Linked DNA regions of Mus musculus: region 2 is linked to region 1. The links are chromatin contacts, called in public promoter capture Hi-C maps. All regions are on one chromosome and are shown on one strand. Each heading gives the region's core, a stretch centred on a gene start, on an enhancer-like site or on the middle of the called end of the contact. The rest is flanking DNA. Distances are from core to core; before and after follow the strand shown.

What was found. Promoter capture Hi-C pulls out the DNA fragments that hold promoters and counts their contacts.
Region 2: a promoter capture Hi-C map of embryonic stem cells shows a contact between it and region 1, with 8 times the contacts expected there. The contact joins the promoter of Chst2 here to the promoter of Plscr4 in region 1. A contact is called at or near these places in 2 of 39 promoter capture datasets (embryonic stem cells and hippocampal neurons) and 2 of 115 datasets of contacts at active chromatin or transcription factors (astrocytes and embryonic limb bud).

Annotation. Positions count from the first base shown.
Region 1 is chr9:92,455,416-92,459,193 of GRCm38.p6, forward strand. Plscr4 (phospholipid scramblase 4) reads left to right here and starts at 1,963. Exons shown (of 9, transcript NM_178711.3): 1 at 1,963-2,510.
Region 2 is chr9:95,405,264-95,409,041 of GRCm38.p6, forward strand. Chst2 (carbohydrate sulfotransferase 2) reads right to left here and starts at 2,007. Exons shown (of 2, transcript NM_018763.2): 1 at 1,314-2,007; 2 at 1-1,210. The coding sequence starts at 1,028.

The DNA.
Region 1 (3,778 bases), core at 713-3,212:
TTAGGCTTAGGTGTAGCTCTAACTCTTCCTCCCTCCTTGTCCTCATCTTCTCTTCCTCTCCCACTCCCTCCATCCCTTCCTCCATCTATCCATCCTTCCTCCCTACCTCTCCTTTCTCCCTCCCTCTTACTGCCCTCCCTGCTCCAGTGTATCTTGGGAGGAGTAAGGGGGCCCATGTGATAGTTTAGTGCCATTATTTTATTAGAATTTAGAATTATGTAGGAGAAAATCCTAGGGTATATCTGTAAAGGATTGTAGCCTTGAACTGTGAACCAGAATAAGTCTTTTCTCCTTTAACTAGCATTTGCCAGAATACTTTATCATAGCAACAAGAAAAGAAACTCATAGAAAGAGAGGTGAATAGAATATAAATGGAATAGAACATGAAACCAGGAAGGGGCTGAGAGTGGGGTGGCTCTTGAGGACAAAGGGGACCACAAGAAGAGAGAAGGCAGAGGGTATGGGGAATGGGGAAAAGGAATGGGAAAGTGTAGTGGGAAGAAGCTTGGATAACAACCAAGTATATTGACACATATGTAAGAAGATGTCACAATGTAACCCTTTACTTTGTGTGTGTAAGTATCTGTTTTAAAAGTCAACATAATATACAGCATAAAATATGCTAAGATTTTAGAAAGGCTGTGGAATCATCTCAAAGGTTGTGCCAGAAAAGAAAAGCAGACTTAGAGGCTCAAGAGAACGGAAAAATACAGATACAAGCAAGCAAGCAAGCAAGCAAGCAAGCAAGCAAGCAAGCAAGCAAGCAAGCAAGCAAAACCAGTTAAGTCAAGAAATCACACGGGGCAGTGGTGGCATATACCTTTTATGCCAGCACTCGGGAGGCAGAGGCAGGCAGATTTCTAAGTTCCAGGCCAGCCTGGTCTACAGAGTGAGTTCCAGGACAGCCAAAGCTACACAGAGAAACCCTGTCTCGAAAAAAAAAAAAAAAAAAAAAAAAAAAACCAAACAAACAAAGAAAGAAAGAAATCACACACATGGGACACTATAAATGCTGCCTTTTTTTTTTTAATCTAAGTTTTGTCAAAACCCAAGTAACTGATGGCTGACCCAAATGCCATATTCTGTATAGTTTTACAGCTTGTGCGTTTGTGAACATTACAGTAAAAACACAGGATTGAGGAAATGGAACCTGGGGAAACTTTAATTTTACTGAACTGCTCCATTACTGACATTAAGACTGTTGTAAACACAACACAAAACACCTCTCCCTCCCCAAGAGTGTCAAAGAGACAGAGGCACGTTGCAGTAGGGATTCATAAAGAAAGTGTGTATCAGCCCCCACCCCCAAACCCTCAGGAATTCAGGCTGGACACCTGCTCTGGAAATGCAAAAGCCCATGAATTCTGCGGTGGCTCATGGCTCCTGAGTGCCTATGTGGTTGGCTCATAGCTCCTGAGTGCCTATGTGGTTGCTCTCATATATTTGATTTGTCTTCCAAGCAATGCTTCACAGACATGATTTTTTAAAATTTTATTTTAATTAGGTATTTTCTTCATTTACATTTCCAATGCTATCCCAAAAGTCCCCCATATATCCCCCCACCCACTCCCACTTCTTGGCCCTGCCGTTCCCCTGTACTGAGGCATATAAAATTTGCAAGACCAATGGGCCTCTCTTTCCACAGACATGTTTTGATCTTGAATGCTTTTGGTATCTCTCATGAGGCCAATCTAGATATTCACACTCACAAGCTCAATTTCTTGGTCCCTCTAACAAACTCAAACCATTACATCTCGCTAAGACTTTGATGTCAGTTTGTTTGTTTCATGCTTTCAATAAAAGGCTGTATTTCTTCATTTGAGAAGTATTCTTGGCAGATATTACCGACCAGAACATTATTAATTGTTAAATCTATTCTGACAAATCATGTGCGAGGGAAAATGGAAAATTCCAGAACTCCACCCCCATGTAAACTCCTCCCAGAGCGCAGCCTGCAAGGCCAAGTTCTCGGCAGCTTCTTCAGGTCAGGCTGTGCCCAGTTGTGGTTCTGAGTGAGGTCAAAGGACATTTGGTTCGTCCACTTCCTTCAGCTAACTGTACCGGACCGAACCACTTTAATTTGATAAAACTATGTGTGCCTGACAGCAGCAATTAACCAAGTAACCAAAGTCCTCTTTAGAGAGTCAGAAATCTTGAGCCTGCTTCTACCCCCACCAGCACCCCAGTCCTAGTCCCTCTCCCTCCCAGATCAAACTGGTCTCCTCCAGGGATGGGAATGAGAGCCGAGCAGTGAGGCTGGTAGACCAGCTGCTTCCCGCCACCAGCAGAGGAGCGGTTCGGAGCTCAACCCCGCGGGCTTCGCTGGCGCCCACAACTTGTTTACCCTGCGTTTGGCTAGGGTTCAGGACGCCGGCGCCCCACCCTGCAGGAAGCCCTCCCGGGAAGGCTCCCCCGGCTGCCCCGCGTGGATCGTCCCAGCTCCTCGGCGCCTCTCGCCTTCCCCCAGGCAGGACAGCGAGCTCAGCCGGCGACGCCTGCAGCTGCGGGCGGTGAGAGGGGCCAGCGGGGAGCGGGGGACCCTGGGAGATTAGGGGGATGCGGGATGGAGGGCGCGGGCTCCGTGACAGTGGAGGAGGCGGGGCAGCTCAGCCGCAGGTGGTTGCGCAACTTTCGCTTTGTGGAGCGGGGTGGGGTTTCTTGTGTTGGGGTCCGCTTGGTTTCCCCCGGCTCTTGATAGGACAATGGGGTGCTGGGTGAAGGCTCTATGGGAGCATCATTCGGCCCTGGTGACATGAACTCTCGAGGGTGCAGGCCCTTCCCAGGAGACCCTCTCCACACTTTTCCCTCTTGCACCAGTGGAGCCTGTCCCCTCCTTGCAGCTCTGTGGGTCTCTCCTAGGGCCTTGGGCATAGATGTTTTCAGATAACTTTGCAAGGTTTTACTGGCAGGGGCTAAAAGATAGAGACAAGTTTTTGTTTGTTTGTTTGTTTGTGTCCCCCCCCCCCATTACTTTACAGAGTACAATATTAGCCTTTTAGGACTTAGAATTTTATATCTTATATTGTGTGGATGTACCCACTTTTAAGAACCGCAGTATGTTTGCGCTTTTATTTTGTCTATAGTAGTTTAAGTGGAGCCAGCAAGAGTAACAGAAGTATATTATGAAGACATTATGCAGTAAGGTTGATTTCCAAGATACTTCTGGGATACAGATGTTACTGCAGAAGTAAACACACAACCTCCACCTTCCAGCTCCTTGTTATGGGAAATAAGGAAGCAAGGCATTATGTAACCCTTAAAGTAGCCACACTGTCACATTGTATGGCCCAATGACATCACCAGAACAGAGGACACAAAGATGGCACATTATGCATAATTTAAGTGCCTAGGGACAATAACAAAGTTAATAAGCATTCCAGTTGCATCACACTTTGTAAGTCTTTTGAGGCTCAACTACAGGAAAGTACAGTGAAAACACACTTTAGTATAAATAACAGAAAAATGACAAATTTATTTAAACTATGAATTGTGGATAAAAATATGAATATGAAACTCCAAGTATTAAAATTATGCTACACATGAGACCCCAATAAAATTTATTTTCTTAGGTGAAAATATCATGTCCCTTAAATAATACATAATTAAACAGAATCGTAACTCATTCATAGTTTTAAACTGGCTCTTTAGCTAGACTATTTGAAAGAATTGCCACACTGCAATTTAAATGAAATACATGGCAGCTTGTTTTATATTAAAAAAAAAAGGGGGTATTCTAAAGAATGAACAGACAGTAGAATGATCCCAGACATTACAATAA
Region 2 (3,778 bases), core at 757-3,256, 2.9 Mb after region 1:
CGGATGCGGGAGCTGGCAACAGCACGAGGATCACGTACTAGGTGGATGACCTTGAGGTCCAAGGCTGGATCTTTAAGCAGCGGCGCCAACACAGCCACATCGAAGACCCGCACGCCCTTGATAACCAGCGTGCGGTACTTGCGACACTCCTCCTCGAAGCGTGCCAGGCGTTGAGGTGGGCACTTTTTGCACACGCGGTCGTCCACCAGTCCGACGACCTCCTTGCGGTAGGCAGGACAGAGTGGCGAGGAGCATACCACCTTGTTAGTGGCTGCCCCAAAGATGCCCAGAGTGGTGAGGTTGCGCCCCCCACTGCCTGCGGGGCTATACAGCTGGAAAACCGAAAGATCGCAGCGGTAGAGAGCGCTCAGCATGTCCCGCGCTGCCCCCTGCAGGGAAACGGCGTCCCCGGGGTACAGTTTTTGCCACACGTGCCACACAGGCTCATAGAGGAAGAACACCTCAGGGTTCTGGTTGAAGAGCTCACCGAAGAAGGACGAGCCCGAGCGCCACGTGGTGAACACATACACCAACTGCCGCTTGTCCCCTCCACCCCTGGTGCCTCGAGTAGCATTGCCCAGAGAGGCCGCAGCTCCTGCACTCCCAGCCGCGGCTGCGGGAACTGCCCCCACGCCCGCGGCAGGAGGGCGGTACGGGGTGCGGGGGTCCATGCGAGAGTGAGCGCGGGGTGGCGCTGCAGGAGGCGACCCCGGCCGTCCCCAGCCGGCCCCGGCCGCCCCTACCGCGGCACCCAGAGGCCCGTCGGGGTTGCACTGCTGCAGCGGCTCTTTATGCCACTTGTAGTCCAAGAGGTTGAGCATCGTGAGCACCAGTAGCAGTGCATAGCCCGCGCACAGCACCAGCGCCTTCCTGCGAAATACCTTCATCCCGAGCGGGGACGCAGGCCAGCGGCGTCCTGCGCGCCGGGGCCACGGCGGGAGCAGGGCCCGCTGCACGGCGGCAGGCGCGGCCGGCAGCGGCCGGGGAAGCGCACCGGGGGGCAGAGCTCGCGGCGAGCTGCGGCTCATCACAGGCACAGCCGGGGCCGGCGGCGCGGCGGAGGCGGCCCTGCAGCCCAGGAGGGGGACGCTGCAGGCCGGCTGCGGGCGCCGGGACTGGGGCCGCCGATCCGAGGCGGGCGCGGCGGCAGAGGCTGCTGGTCCCCGGCGCCCAGGGCTGGCTCTCCCATGGCAGCGGCTCCGAGAAGGACCTGCGAGGGGAAGCGGAGTGAATGGGTGAGCCCAGTCTCCGGTCCAGATGCCTCCTCCGCCTGAGTAACGCCCACCCTCTAGTCTGCGGGCTCCTCCACTCACCTGGAGCGGAGGGTGCGCCTCGGAGCGTCCCCAGATCCCCGACCGGCGGACTGTCCGGCTAGCACTCTCCTCGGTTTCTCTCCGGTTCTCTTCTGCTAGGGGTCCCCAAGCCTTCGAGGGAGCCGCGAGACTCCGCTGCCCTAGCCCTAGGCAGAGTTTTCCAGCAGCGGGCGCCCTGCACCCCGGGAGGGGAAACTTTCACCGGGCCCGGAGCCCAGCTCTGCGCTCCACCGAGCGCGGCGCGTCCCGGCTCCAGCGACGTCTCCTTAGGTCTCTCGGGACCGCTGCTTCCCTCCAGGCTCTGGGGCACGAAGCAGGCAGGAGGCGACAGTGGGGGGTGGCTTACATACGCCCCAGCTCCAGGCTGTTCTGCTCTCCATCGCTCTCTCTTGGCCTCCACGTAGCGAACCTTCCCATCCCTCCGGCGGCCGCGGATAGGGTGCAGCGCGGCCCCGCAGCGGCGGCTGCTTCTTCCATCACCCGGAGGATGTCCTGGCGGGCGGCTCAGGCGAGCCCCGGCGCTCCGTGGCCGCGGACTGGCCCAGGACTCTGTACACCTAGCTGAAGGCAAAAGAGCGGGACCCCCCACCCCCGCGTCACCAGCGGCTTCTGCCCTACGAGGTCCCGAGGCAGAGGAAGCCCCCGCCGCGGCCGCACTAAAGCGGCGCCCGGGAGGATGCTGCTACCCGACTCCCCCTACGCCGGGCGCCTGCAACGCGCTCGGGCCGGCCTCTGCGCGGCTCCTGCCAGCCCGCTCGGGGTTGGTGCGCGCCGCCGTCTGTCGCCCCGGCTCCTCCCCTTCGCCGTGCTCCCCTCCTCCTCTGCCTGTCCCACACCCGCCCTCCTCGCAGCTCCAGACTCCCGCCGCCACCTCCTTAGGGGCTGGAGATGCGACCCGGTTCAAGGAGGCGCTGCTAGGGCCTCCAGCCGTTAGTAGCAGAACAGAGCTCTAGGTGCGCCCGGGGCGCGGCGCCGGCGCCTGATTCCCAGCTCGCCCGCACAGCCGGAGACTTGGGTTCTCTGTAGCTGCACGACTCGGCTCCCAGGATTCGCTCTGGAGAAGAGTTGGTGATAAAAGTTTGAGCAGAAATACCCCGGACGTACGCTCCTTTCATCCCCAGCGGTCAGCACTGGTGTCCCCTCCTAGGACGCGAGCAGCACCGCCCAACAGCGCTGTGTGCAGCGGGAACCCAGTTCTGAAGCCTTGGCCCTGGTGCTAGCCCATTCCAGCGGGTTTGTGGTTTCTCCCTCAAGGAGGAAGTAATAAATCTTTCTGGGCCCGGGGTCACTGAAGAGGCTTCAGAGTATGCCTCTCCGCAACCTTTCCGAGTGTCCTGGATTTGGACAAGGCCACAAGGTTTCGATGATCCCACCCCCACCTCCTGCCCGGCAGATGTTCTAGGCTTGTGGAGTTTCCACCTCTGCTGACACCCTCTGAGACAGGGCTGCTGGGGGGAGGGGAGGGCGCTTTGTTTAAATTTGTGGTGTGATAGTGAGTCCATTGACTTTAAAGAGGAAGAGATGAGATCAAAGAACTTGATCGCAAAGGAAAACGTTTTTGGACGTTGAAAGTTACTTTTTAGTTTGGTCTGCGTTGGTTTGTATACTTTTCTTTCGCTGATGAGGGAATAAACTTCCATTGTAAAATGGGACAGCTACAGGATGGGTGGAGGTTAGAGGGCACATAGGAAAGATTGTACTCCAGTTTCCACCTAGAAGGGCAGAAAGATGAGTCATTGCGGTCCGGAGGTGAACTACTGATCACTGGGAGACTGATTGCCCCCCGTCTCTCAGAAGCTTTTACAAGTAAAACATAATTACTGCAAAATTATCATAGTCTACCTGGAGCAGCCCACCTCGGCTGATGACCCTCCTAAATTTAAAGCGTTGCCATTGACGACTTTTTTTTTTTTCAGGGTATTGTACAGAATCTTCTGGGTACAGGGATTGTTGAAAAAAAAATGACTTAATTCAATTGTTTTATGGCTTTAACTGGTTTGGTTTTGTTTCAGTTTGGTTTGGGATTTTTGTTTTGTTTTGTTTCAGTTTTTGTTGTTGTTGTTGTTGTTGTGTGGGTTTCATTTCAGGTTTTAAAACTTAAAAAATAGTATGATGTAGGACCAGGGAAATGGCTCCATGGGTAAAGGCACTTGCACCCAAGCCTGAGATCTGAATTTTGAACCCAGGAATCCACATGCTGGAAGGAGAGAAATGATCCTTATGAGTTGTTCTTTGAAATCCATATGTGCTCCCTGACACATAATCCTCCCATCCACATACACACAGGAGGCAAAACCAAGAATGTTAATGGTTTGACTTGGTCCCACTTTCCAGAAAAATCCATGTTATGAGTAAGGTTCAGCTGAAGTATTCCCTTAGAGTTCTAATAAAGTATATGAATAAGACATTTCTAGAGCATATCTTACACAAATTGGGATGGAAGAATGGAGCTCAGGTTTATTTAT